Linked DNA regions of Mus musculus: region 1 is linked to region 2. A link is a contact called in public HiChIP or PLAC-seq data. All regions are on one chromosome and are shown on one strand. The core of a region is the stretch at or near the end of the contact, and the rest is flanking DNA. Distances in the headings are between cores, read along the strand shown.

What was found. HiChIP or PLAC-seq counts read pairs in DNA pulled down with a chosen protein or histone mark.
Region 1: an H3K4me3 HiChIP or PLAC-seq map of embryonic stem cells shows a contact between it and region 2, with 15 times the contacts expected there. The contact joins two enhancer-like sites. A contact is called at or near these places in 2 of 115 datasets of contacts at active chromatin or transcription factors (embryonic stem cells and stem cell-derived neural progenitor cells) and 2 of 9 other capture datasets (adipose tissue and liver).

Annotation. Positions count from the first base shown.
Region 1 is chr2:177,834,881-177,837,959 of GRCm38.p6, forward strand. All of the region lies in intron 1 of Gm14325 (predicted gene 14325), which reads right to left. Among named protein-coding and RNA genes, the nearest start is that of Gm14325, 3.9 kb to the right of the region's middle. Within about 2 kb of position 1,436, at least 7 of the 459 cell types and tissues checked have an H3K27ac peak or open chromatin away from gene starts, as enhancers often do. A contact at or near this core is called in embryonic stem cells, where this site is marked.
Region 2 is chr2:177,072,644-177,075,932 of GRCm38.p6, forward strand. No RefSeq gene overlaps it. Among named protein-coding and RNA genes, the nearest start is that of Gm14413, 95 kb to the right of the region's middle. Within about 2 kb of position 1,533, at least 31 of the 459 cell types and tissues checked have an H3K27ac peak or open chromatin away from gene starts, as enhancers often do. A contact at or near this core is called in embryonic stem cells, where this site is marked.

The sequences.
Region 1 (3,079 bases), core at 186-2,685, 760 kb after region 2:
TGTTCCCTGAGATCAAATATGCAAGAGTTCCCTTAAAACTGCAGTTTCTTCTCACCTATCCATGTCACCTGTAGATAAAAAAGACCATTTCCATCTCCCCTTCCCTTCTTAGCCCCCAAGTCTGGGCAGACACCCCCTTCTCAACCATAGCCAATTCTCCCAAAGACCAAGCAGTCTGTCTAAAGAACAAGCCCACTATCTGTTTTCCTAGACAGGACAGTCTCATAGTAGGCCACAGAACTGCCACACAATATCAGGGAAAGCTTCCTCTGCCCATTTCCACGTGACCAATTTTCAACTTTTCTTCAATAACTAAGGCAACTACACCAGGAACAATGTGACCTTGACTAATGTTACCTGTGCTAGGATGTGTATAGAAATAAAATAAAATCATATTTCCTGCCTCCAATAAAAATAACTCAAAGTCACCCCTAAACTGTTATAAATCTGACCCTACAGTTACTACCGATCTGACTTCCAAACAGAGAGGCCCCATGCTCCAGAGTTCTCTCTGTCATTGTAGATGATCAGAAAGTTGAGCTATTGTTCTACAGCTGTTCATGACCCTTTGTACTCTCAGGCTAAACCGGCCCACGGGAGCCCATATACAAAAAAAAAAAAAAATGCTGAATGATAATTTAATGTCTGCTTCCTGCCATATGCATTATGCTCCAGTCTGTCCTATCCACCCACCCAGCACCAGCAACACCTGAGAAACTTCTGCATGTCAGAAGCTTCTTTTGTAACCAAGAATTGAAGTTCTGTGAATCACACCATTTTGACAATAGGTAACAGAAAGGTAAAAGGAATCTAATCAAATATTTCTGAAGGATGATCGCTGACAGCTCTTTACTACTACCTTCTAAACTATTTATAAAACTAGAAACACAAAACTGAATACAGAAGGGTCATGAATTCTAGAAATCAAACCATTACTTTTCCAATGTTGTCCTACGGCACACCAAAGGCAATGCCTGTATGTGCATACTGCATAGTCACATTTAAGTTCCATACATTCCCACTCCCAGGGCTACCGAGCCACCCCTACCCCTGTAAATCCACAGTCAGGAAGTCAAAGGACAAGGGCCTCTGCTATGATCACCACATGGACCAACAGAACCAAACTGTGATCCACAGTCCATTTAGAATCAGCAGATCGGACTCAAATAGCTCTGCAGACTTGCTCCTACTGTACTGTAACAGAGATTACTATAATAACCAGGGGATGGCTTGTGGTCTTCCAGGCAGCTTTTAACAGATGCATCTGAGGAGAATCCTGTAAAGAACCTGTAAGCTACCTTCCCCTAGTGTTCCTGATTGTTAGTCCTGCCCATAGTCCCTCATTAGCATGGAAAAGTCAGCTGGGCTTCAGGGCAACAGCAGCTCCTTCACTGTGGGATCACAGAGCAAAAGATTTAGATAGCTAAAACCTCCCAAACTCTGCAGTTACACCCTACAAGCAGACAGAGCCCTAGTCTGGAATATTTACATTTAAAAGAACGATCTAGTCCCGCAAACCAAGTAATTTCCATTTTAAAGGCCCAGGGTCCTTTCTTTGTATATTCAATTATGCATGCAATACCCACTACAGTCATCTATACTACTTACTGGGGAAGTCCTGCAGCCAACCTGCAATCCAATTCATATATTAACAAAAATTTCAAAGTGAAAGTGGGTTTGAATTTTAAGACTAAAAGCAGCCATTGGGCGAGAAAAAGGTAGAAAAAGAAGATATTTTTTAAAAAAAGACATCACTGCTCCTAGGTATGTTGGAGTAGAAAGTATATTATACACAAAGTGAGAACATAGCCAGACCCATTTGTACCTGGGAAAATATAGAGTAGACATGACCTTGGACCTTGTGAAGAGAGGAAGGAGGGGAGAAGCAAGAGCCAGGTCAGGAGGATTAATGATAGATGAAAAGGCCAGTTCCCAAATGATTGGATTGCATACAGAATGACAGCTGGGAGATTGGCTGTCCTACTCCTGGGGTAGATGGTGAGGTAAGCCAGCAATATGCTGTAATGGTCAGGGCCTGTGATCTCATTTGTCATTGCCCTAATCTGGGAAATGCCACAAGATGGCCAGTATGGAATTTTACTGATTGTGTAAAATTGATTCCTTGACTCCTCATGGTGAATGTCAACTACTGCCAAAGCAGAAAGGCCTCACCTACCTTATTCCTCCTCCTCTTCTGTGCTGCAAGTAGACCAGCTTCAAAGTTGGTCAGTGAACTCAACCTTATACCTGTCCCTCTTTATTTGTAATCCCCTAACTTGTAACCCTGTCACCCAGGGAGGTTAGACAACACTCATTCCCTGGTGTCTTTTGGCTCACTGATCAGTCAGAACCCAGCCTGAAAGCAGCTGTAGGAATGTTTTCCAAGCCCTGGGCAGCAGAGGCAGGATTCGGAGTTCAAAGCAAGTCTTTACTCCATGGCATAAAGAAAAAGCTACAGGAGATGTTTCTCTAAGCAGACAGATATGAAATCTCTTTAAAAATAGGAATGATATTCTTAATTTGGGGTCAATATTGGAGAACAGAAACATGTAAGAGGTCACGTATGGATAGTGAAAATGAAATTTAAAAAGTAGTACCAAAAAATAACTTTTTAAAAAGATAAAAATAACTGAAAAAATATATTACTGTACTGATTTGAAAAAGATCATGCTCTTCCTCGTAGAATAAATGGCATTAATAAGATAGTATTTGAACTTGCTCCTATGTGCTTTGTTAACTACTGAGATCTATAATCTGACACACACAGCTCCAGCTAATGGCATGTGTTTTACATTTCTGATACATTCTATCTATATAGTATAGATCCTAAAACAGAAATTCATTATCACTGGCTCAAGCTAACCTGCACAAACTAAGCACCCACCAATCTAGTTTTATTTAATATCATGCATTATTTAATACATGCTGTTAAATTACAAAATTATTCACCCTGCCTGACTCTTATCCTTCTCTAGAAGGGTGACACCTGGAGCAGATTCTCTTGTGGTTTTCTCTATGATCTAACTCGCTCCCGCCCTGTTTCACCTGACAGAGATAACAGTAAACTATTGTTCCTGTT
Region 2 (3,289 bases), core at 283-2,782:
AGGGAGTCCAATGATATCACTTCGCGGCTTATTTAAAATTACAAGCAGATACATCAAATGCAAACCTTTTACAACCCTCAAGATGCAAAGGAATACTATAAAACTGATCTTTTAAGTCAATAATAATCTTACACCTACTTTTTGAAACATCTGCTAAAGTAAGTAAGCCAGTTTTCAATGTCCTCTTCTTTTTTTAAAGATTTATTTATTTATTTATTTATTTATTTATTTATTTGTTTGTTTATTTAATGTAAGTACACTGTAGCTGTCTTCAGATACACCAGAAGAGGGCATCATATTTCATTACAGGTGGTTGTGAGCCACCATGTGGTTACTGGGATTTGAACTTCGGACCTTAGGAAGAACAGTCAGGTGCTCTTACTCACTGAGCCATCTCACCAGCCCTTGAATGTCCTCTTAAGTCCCAGGGTCATTATCCTTTCATACATCTTAGGTTTTGAACTTTATTTTGGGTCATTGGAATAACCAGTCCTTTGGAGGTGAGGGAGTACATCAGCTCCAGTGCCTACTAATCCTTCCAAACAGTTTCCTTCAATTAGTACTTTAAGGTTAGGTCTCTTAATAGCAACAGATTGGACCCAGTACACATCAGTGAAACCAAAGCCACCTTGTCCTCTCACACATTTAGCAGATGCAAGGGAACTAAATTAAGTTGAACAATTCTTTTGTTAGCAGGTACAGTTATAATGGGGCAGCCATAATTCTAATTTCTCCTGCATAATCATTGTCTGTAATATGTGAATAGATCTGTAGTATTTTTATAATAGTGCTGCTTCAGTCCTGAAGTTATCCCACGTCCCTGGAGGCAATGGGCCAAAAACTCCTGTAGGCAGTGTTTGGACCCCCATTTCTGAGGTCAGTACTGGCGATCCTAAAACTCAGTAATCTCCCTGCCTCTGTGCTCTAATTTGGTTCTCTGTCCATACCTGATGGCCACAAAGGCCAGGAAAGCCAGCAAGGCCATAATATCTGTCTTGTGTTTCCTGCTCTGTGCTGTAGTTTGCTCATAACCATCATGTGGAACATACTTGTAGTGGACCTGAACCCAGTCAGAAGCAACAGAACAAGATCTTGTTTCCTAAAATCTCTGTTTAATTTCTGTAATTACTAATATCCTGACCAACCACCCACTTGCAGGACAAATTGGTGACTCCAATGTAAGCTGATTGATGGGCTATGCAAGCTATTCACCTTCATTCTAGCAGGAAGAAGAAGTGCCTCCTGAGTGCAGTGCTTAGACATCAGGCAAGTTCTAAATTTGCACAGCAATGAACAAAGGGCACTGCCCACAAAGGGGAGAAGCAGGCAGGCAAGCAGCATTGATCTGGAATCTTAGCCCCTCCCAAGGAATTGGCGGGAGAACAGACAGATCAGCTATTGGAGGAGACTCACTACTGCTACTGTCCTACAAAGCCGCAGATCTGAAAAAGGATTGGCCCAGGCTGGAAACACTAAGCTGTGTACTTTTAACACACTCTAACTTTAAGGGTGGTGTTCCTGTCTTTCAAGACTCAGTAGCCAATCAGAACCCCACACGGAGCTGCCAGTCAGAAGAGGAGGTGGCTCTTCCTGGTACTAAGCCCTCAAGTTTCTCTCTGTAACTCAGGTGACCTGAGTGTTTCTATGTGTTGCGTTCTTACTGTCTTCAGTGAGTGCTGCGAGGTAGCTCAGGCAAGCTCAGAACTTCAGACATGGTAAGTACAAAGTCATCTCCCATAAAAAAAGGGGGGGGGGGCAAGCTTCTTAGCAAAGGATGCCTGTGTAGTAGGTCTTAACAGCGCATGGATGGTAAGCATCAGCCAGGTATATCGGGCCACCTGTGCCCTCCTTTGTGGACCTAGTCTCTCCTTGGACCCGGCTGTAGCCTCTGAATAACTTTATTGTCTGGCAGCATCTGGACAAAATCTTTGTGTCAGGGGCTTGTGTGTGGAAATACACTTGGCAGGACGAGAACCAGAGGAACAGCTTACTGTGTACACTGTCAGGTAAAACAGTGCAGACAAGAGCTAGGTCACAGACCAAAGGAAAAGGGAGTGTGCTGCAGGGATCACTGTTATGGAGAAGGACCTGATTCAGGCAGTGAGAATGATTTTGTAACTTCACAGACTGCATTCATTTCTGCATGTAATTTAGTAAAACTAGATTGGTGGGTGTTTTGTTTGGACAGGTTAGCTTGAGCCAGTGGGTAATGAATTCCCATTTTAGGATCTGTATTATGTAGATTTGTGCAATCCTTGTTGACATATTTAATTGAGCTCAGAAATGTAAAACACATGCCATTAGCTGTCTCTGTGTATGTCTGTCACATTATAGATCTCAGTAGTTAACAAAGCACTTAGGGGCAAGGTCAAACACTATCTCATTAATGCCATTCCTTCTACAAAGAAAGGCCTGATCCTTTTCTAATCAGTACAGTGACAAATTTTTTAAAATTATATATTTTTCCTTTTTAAAGATTTATTTATTTATTATATGTAAGTACACTGTAGCAGTTTTCAGACACTCCAGAAGAGGGCATCAGATTTCTTTATGGATGGTTTTGAGCCACCATGTGGTTGCAGGGATTTGACTCAGGACCTTCAGACTAGCAGTTGGTGCTCTTAACCACTGAGCCATCTCTCCAGCCCTTGGTATTACTTTTTAAATTCCATTTTCTTTATGCATAGGTGCCCTGATCTGTTACTTGTTTCTATTCTCCAATGTTTCCCAGAAAACAACAGATTCATTCCTATTTGTAAAGAAATTACATATCTGTCTGTTTACAGCAACATCTGTAGTTCAGGCTTCCCTTATGCCATGTACTTCATACTTGCTTTGAGCATTTGAGCCTAAAAACTTCCTTGCTCTTTCTGAGGGTAGAAGACTGATGGCTTAGGTGATTATCACCTGTAGCCTAACAGCTGAGGATTAAGCAATGTGGCCTTTGCTCTATCTCAGAAGGAACTGCTGGGCTCTAACTTTTAGCCTGCAAGTCAGAAGTCACAGGAAGAAAATGGGATGCTCAAAGAAGTGGTTCTGGAGTTTATTACTAAGTTGTCAAAAGTTACCTATGAAAGCTATCTAAGAGGAAAAGCAAAAAGATCCTAAGTGGGGAAGGGCAAAAATCTTCTCCTTTCTCTTTTCCTTATCTCTTTGTCCTCACTACTTAAACATCTTTCAGTATACACGATCACATGTTACCAAGTTCATCACAAGTTCTCACAAAAAATCAAATCATAAACTGAAATAGAAGTTTACAACAGAGAATGGTTACATGCATATCCATTAG